Linked DNA regions of Pan troglodytes: region 2 is linked to region 1. The links are chromatin contacts, called in public HiChIP or PLAC-seq maps. All regions are on one chromosome and are shown on one strand. Each heading gives the region's core, a stretch centred on a gene start, on an enhancer-like site or on the middle of the called end of the contact. The rest is flanking DNA. Distances are from core to core; before and after follow the strand shown. Region 1 holds the start of HDAC10 (histone deacetylase 10). Region 2 holds the start of LMF2 (lipase maturation factor 2).

Region 1 (3,016 bases), core at 496-2,995:
TGGTGCACATCCCAGTCCACGACGAGGATCCTGGGTACAGACAGCGCTGGTGGCAAAGGGGCAGGGCCTCCCACCTCCAGGAGCCCGGCCAGGGATGGGAAGGTGCTGGCTGGGTTCTCTCGCCTCCTGCGCCGCCCCTTGCTGTGTGGCCTGGGCCCACCCCCCTGCAGCCAGCCTGGCACACACCTGTGTAGCCCGTGTTTCTGCTTGGCATGTGCAGCTGCTATGGCCACGTTGTTGAACACGCAGAACCCGTTGGCAGCCGCCCTCTGGCTGTGGTGCCCGGGAGGCCTACGGCGTGAGAGTAGGATTTGGGTCACGTCAGGGTCGCCCTGGCCCCTCACAGGGCCACCCACGGAGGAGCAGCCAGGGGAAGGGGCAGCTCTCACCTCACCAGGGCAAGCCCATTTTGCACAGCTCCAGTGAGCACAGCGTCCACCAGCTGCAGTCCAGCCCCTGCGGCCAGCCGCGCGCAGTGAAAGGTACTCTGTGGGCGCAGGGGCGCAGATGAGCCCCCTACCTCCCCTGCTGCCCTTTGCAGGCCGTACCCACACTTGTGCCAGGCTGCAAGACACCAGCTGCTGAGCAGAACAGGCCAGCCCCAGGCTCTGGCAGTGCCAGCAGGCAGGTGTGCAGGGCAATGTCATGTGTATGGACCAGGGGACACTGGCTGGGGTTGGCGGCCGTGGCTGTGAACGCGCAAAGGCACGTGCATGTGTGTCTGCACAGGTGAGTGTGTCCGGGGACACGCACCGGGTGGAAGTAGATGGCGTCGAACTGTCCGGACAGCGCCTGCAGCTCCTCCTTGCCTAGGACCTGGGTCTCCCTGACCAGGGATACATACTCTGGGCTGCATGCAGATGGGCAGGCAGGAGAGGCAGGGTCACCAGCAGGAGCAGGGGGGCGGGAGGCGGGGACCTGGGATTCGTGGTGGGAGTGGCCACCCTGTCACTTCCTCAAGCCTGTGAGCCCACCCGAGGTGCATAGGGAGAGGCTCTGTATTCGAGGCTGGCAGGCTTGGGGTAGGCCCAGGTTCTTAGGTTTCTAGCTGGGCTGCCCGCCCCCCCCATCGTGGGGCCTGCCCCCGTCCTGACCTGTGCACCAGGCCCAGCTCCTCTTCCGAGGCCTCGCGAGCTGACAACCGCAGACACCTCTGTTCCAGGCCGCGCTGCCGCAGGCGATCCAGGGCTGCGGTCAGGCGCTCAGGACGCTCGATCTCGCACTCGGGGCTGGGGCAGATGAGGAGCTCAGTTCAGAGGTCCCTCCCCGCACCCCACCTCGGCCAGGTCCCACTTACTCGTCCCAGAGCAGCCGGGTGGCCGTCATGTCCTCATGGTACACAAGCGCGGTCCCCATGGCTGCGCCGTGGTCACCCTGGGTTCCCAAACGCCCTCGCTAGCGGTGCCTGCCACTGCCCGTCCCCACCTTCGGCCGGGAGCAGCCGGAGGCCTGGGACCTGCCTGGGGCGCAGGCGGGCGGCGGGCACCGGCGTGGGCGGGAGCGCACAGAACCTAGGCAGGCTCCGGGATCCCAGGCGCGCAGAAGGCACGGAGCGAGGCTGCAGTCGAAGGGGGAGGCTCCCCGCGCCTGGCTTCCGGCTTCCTCGCCTCGGACCTGGGTCCCGCCCCGCGCCCTGCTCCCGGTCGCTATGGCGAGCTCCGCCCCGGAGCGAGGAACCAGCGGGCGCGGAAGCCTCGGCGCCCCGAGCCGCCAGCCCTCGGAGCTGCGCTGCGGCTCCGCCTCCCCATTGGCCCCGCCCCGATCCCCTCCAAGAGGGGCGGGGTCCCCCGGCCCTACGCGAGTGGTCGCCGCAGCCCCACCCGAACGCCCGTGGCCGAGCCTGCCCATGAGAGCCCCGTTCTGCACCAGCTGGGTCAGGGTCCAGCGCAGCCCCAAGGCCCACCCGGCCCGGGCGCAGGAAGACCTGGGGTGAAAGGCGAGGGGAGCGAGGGGTCTGCAGGGCAAAGGCCACGAGGCGGGAGGAGCCCGCGGGGAGACAGGTGGCGCTGCGGCCGGCTCAGGGCGGTGGTCGTGGCTGCATCGAGGCGCAGCACCGCCCCCGAGGTTTAAGGAGGGAGTGAGTCCGGTTCTAGCTCCAAGAAGACCCCTGGCCCAAGAGCAGAGTCAAGGTCGGTGGAGGTGGGGACACTGGACCGGGGTTGCGGTAGCATGGTGGGGAACAGAGGAGTGAGGAAGATAGGAGGCACGGGCACAGCCACGGAGCAAGATGCCCGAGAGGAAACCTGAGGCCCCCTGGAGCCCAGGGGACACCCTGCCCCCGCGGGAGTTCACATCCAGCTGGGTCACAGAATTTTGGGGCCCCCAGTCCTCAGGCCACCTATGGGCCCACACTTTGGGCCCAGTGTGGACAGCAGCCATGCCACAAGTCAGCATGGCTCCGGAGCTGATGGTGGTCACGTCCCCCAGGCCCAGATGCCCTGGAGAGGCATGAGGGTCGCTGGGCAGAGAAGGCCCATCTGTCCTGGCAGCTCATCAGGTCCACTTTGGCTGGGCCAGCTGTGGGCATGTCCACCGAGGACACCTGGCCTGCCCTGCCCTGCCCCTCACTGGTCTCTCTGCTGTAACCCCTGCCCTGGGACAGGTTTGGAGGTGCCCATGGCCTGTGTTCCAGCCGCCACCCTTGGAAACACCGAGTGGCCTGCAGAGGGCAGCCTGGGCACGAAGATACCACTGGAGCAGGGTAGTAGGGGCTAGAGGTTTGATCAAGAATAAAACCCAGCCCTCTGTGCTCACCAATCCACCACAGGGGCCAGAGGGGTCTCAACATGTCCAATGTGCCCCGTCCCCCCAGGGACTGGCTGGTGCTCACCACTCCATCACAGGGGCCAGAGGGGCCTCAACGTGCCCAGCGTGCCCCCTCCCCCCAGGGACCTGCTGGCGCTCACCACTCCGCCACAGGGGCCAGAGGAGTCTCAACTTGTCCAATGTGCCCCGTCCCCCCAGGGACTGGCTGGCGCTCACCACTCCATCACAGGGGCCAGAGGGGCCTCAACGT
Region 2 (3,118 bases), core at 470-2,969, 260 kb after region 1:
CCCACCTGCGAGTAGAAGGCAGCCAAGCGCAGGCGTCGAATGGGGGCGAAGAACAGGGGCGGCACAGCGATCTCAATTAGGAAGGTGGCCACCACGCTGAGCTTGTGCAGCCAGACCGGCAGGTGGTGTGCGAACCAGGCGGCGGGTGTGGGCAGGCACTGGGTCTCGTAGTGGTAGGTGAGGGCTGCAGGCGAGGGCAGGAGTCAGGGCTGGCCGAGCTCCCAGACTACCCCAGGTCCAGACCGGGCCCCTCACCAGTGAGCCCCCACCATGCGGGGCAGCGGCTGGTCAGCTTGACCACGCCTGAGGCGAACATGAGGCGGAACAGCAGCCATCGCACCAGCCAGAAGGGGAGGTCTTCGTGGGGCAGGGCCCCTGCCTGCCTGCCCTGGGGGTCCTCCTTGCGGTGGGAGGCTGGCCTCAGCGGGGCCACCAGCACGGCCAGGAAGCCAGTCTCTAGCAGCAGGGAGTCCCTATGGGGAGAGCAAATAGCACCAAGAGCCCCTCCCCACACAGCTGCTTCCCTCGGAGAGTCCTCCCAGGAAGGGCAGAGCCCTCCCCCACCCCCTACCCAGCCTCCCACAGCCCCAGGCCCAGCCGTCACTCACCACTGGAAATAAAGGAATACCTGGCCCACCTGCGGAGAGAGGGGCTGTCAGGGAGCGGGTGTGTCTGTGGACTCAGGTAAGGTAGAGGCAGGGGTGGGTGGTGGGGGTTGGGGATAGAGTGAGCTGGTCACAGGTCCCACTTGCCTGGCAGGCCGACAGGTAGGCGGCCCAAAGCAGCAGGTAGATGACGGGGTGGCGCAGTGGGCTCAGCAGCAGGGCTCCCAGGGCCACTAGTGCACCCAGCAGGCTCAGCAGCTCCAGGCCCTGGGCCGTGTCCAGCCCCAGTCTCGGCGCTTCCCACAGCAGCGTCGGGGTCTCCCACAGCTGCTGCCAGCGCCCCTTGCCCTGAGGCCGCAGCGTCCTCCTTGCAGGTAGGATGCCCTCGGGGCCATACAGGCCTGTGGGAGGGCATGTCATGGCCAGGCCCTGGACAGCCCTTGCAGACTAGACTACCTCTGAGTCAGGGCCTGCAGACCCCCCAGCCTAGGTCAGAGCATGCGGATACCTCCATCCCTAGGTCAGAGTCCGCAGTCCCTCCAGAGCCCGTCCCCCAGGTCGGGACCTGTCAAAACCCCGTCCCAGGACTAGAGGCCTGCTCAACTAGCTGAGTCAGGGCCTCCCACCCAGCAGAGCCCACTGCCCTCTTCCAGGTCTCAGCCCGATCTCCTACCTGCCCCACCAGGTCTGGGAGGAAGCCTCTCTCCCACCTCTCTAAGTTCTGTCCCCCACCCCAGGTCAGAGTCCAGAGCCTTACGGGAAATGGATCACCGCACACCTTCCTACCCCCACAGCGGCCTGCAGGACACGAACCGCCGCCCCCTACCCCACGCCAAGGCCTGGCCCTCACTCCCAACCCCGGACTGCGTGAGTGCCGGGCACAGAGAAAAGAGGACACAGGGTCCCGCGCCGAGGCTGGGGGTGTCCCACCCTGGGTGCCTTCACCTGGGATTTGCGTGTAGAGGGAAGCGAAGGCAAACATGAAGACGGCCGCCACGCCCTGGAGGAAGAGCTGCCGCGGGAGCCGGGAGCCCGCCATGTCCGCTACGCGGCCCGCTAGAGCAGGGCCCGCCCTCCGCGTCCGCCCGCCCGCGGCAGCCCCAGGCCCCGCCTCCTCACCGCCCCGCCCGCCCAAACCGTGGCAGCCCCAAGCCCCGCCTCCTCGGCCCGCCCGCCCGCGGCAGCCCCAGGCCCCGCCTCCTCACCGCCCCGCCCGCCCAAACCGTGGCAGCCCCAAGCCCCGCCTCCTCGGCCCGCCCGCCCGCGGCAGCCCCAGGCCCCGCCTCCTCACCGCCCCGCCCGCCCAACCCGTGGCAGCCCCAAGCCCCGCCTCCTCGGCCCGCCCGCCCGCGGCAGCTCCAGGCCCCGCCCCACCCCGCCCCGCCCGACCCACGGCGGCCCCAAAAGCCCTCCCGTCCAAACTGGTGGCAGCCCAAAGCTCCGCCCCCCCCCCCCCCCCCCGCCGGAGGCTTCGACCCCGCCCCGCGACTCTTCCGGTGAGCTCCCGCTGCGCGGCGCGGGGGTTCGCCTCTCTGGCTTTTGCCCACGTTACGTCATAGACATGCGCGCGACGCCGCGCCTACGCATTTTCCTGGGCGGGAACAGCAAAATGGCGCCAGAACTAGTGGCGGGCTGAGGACGCCGTACCCCTTGGAAGGCAGCCCTGCGGTCCCTTTGCCGCCCGTTCCCTCCCGGACATGGAGGACGTGGAGGCGCGCTTCGCCCACCTCTTGCAGCCCATCCGCGACCTCACCAAGAACTGGGAGGTGGACGTGGCGGCCCAACTGGGCGAGTATCTGGAGGAGGTAAGGGCGGCGGGGGAGTGACGCGGGGTGGGCCGGCGGGTGGGGCTGCGGGGCGGGGGCTCCGGGCCCGGGGCTGTGGGCGCCCCACCGCCTCCACGCCTATGGCCATCTGGCGCTCTGGCCGCGCAGGTCCTCGGGCTCCCTGCTTCTTTTCAAACTCCATCTCTGCCTCCCCAAATCATCCCTTGTTGGATTAGCGTGGACCTGTCATTGCAGGTTTCTACCCGTCAGCGAGCCGTGAATGATTGAGTGGGTGGTGACCAGCCGTTTCTCTAACGTAGTGGAATAGACTAGAAAGCATTATTGCTTTTATTGCAGTTATTGCGAGCATGCTTGTGTGTTTGAGAGGTCTGGATCACGATGTCAGAGGAATTTTTTATCTTGGATTTTCAAACCAATTTCAAGCTATTGCCATGCTCTATCCTGTTAGCGATTAGTGTTTCTTCCACGTTTGACAGCCCTGTCTAGACCTCTGTTAAGCTGTCTGCTCCATATTTGCGCTTCATTTTTACTCCTCAGCCCAGCTCAGTCTGGCGTCCACGACACTTAAATGTTTCTTGTCTTGATCAGCAGTGATCTCCATTCTACCAAATCCAAGGAACATACTCAAGTCAGCATTTGTTGGACTGGCCACTCCTTTCTTTTTGAAACATGGTGGTAGGATTTTTTTTTTCCCTATTTCATTGCCTGATTTTTCTTTTCTATCCA

What was found. HiChIP or PLAC-seq counts read pairs in DNA pulled down with a chosen protein or histone mark.
Region 2: an H3K4me3 HiChIP or PLAC-seq map of stem cell-derived excitatory neurons shows a contact between it and region 1, with 2.2 times the contacts expected there. The contact joins the promoter of LMF2 here to the promoter of HDAC10 in region 1. A contact is called at or near these places in 1 of 7 Hi-C or Micro-C datasets (stem cell-derived neural progenitor cells) and 1 of 1 datasets of contacts at active chromatin or transcription factors (stem cell-derived excitatory neurons).

Annotation. Positions count from the first base shown.
Region 1 is chr23:52,374,513-52,377,528 of NHGRI_mPanTro3-v2.0_pri, forward strand. HDAC10 (histone deacetylase 10) reads right to left here and starts at 1,746. Exons shown (of 20, transcript XM_515218.9): 1 at 1,298-1,746; 2 at 1,095-1,229; 3 at 754-850; 4 at 390-487; 5 at 187-291; 6 at 1-30. The coding sequence starts at 1,356.
Region 2 is chr23:52,630,188-52,633,305 of NHGRI_mPanTro3-v2.0_pri, forward strand. It overlaps LMF2 (lipase maturation factor 2), which reads right to left and starts at 1,720. Exons shown (of 13, transcript XM_054675784.1): 1 at 1,551-1,720; 2 at 753-1,006; 3 at 341-473; 4 at 6-184. The coding sequence starts at 1,644. NCAPH2 (non-SMC condensin II complex subunit H2) reads left to right here and starts at 1,979. Exons shown (of 20, transcript XM_009438682.5): 1 at 1,979-2,410. The coding sequence starts at 2,303.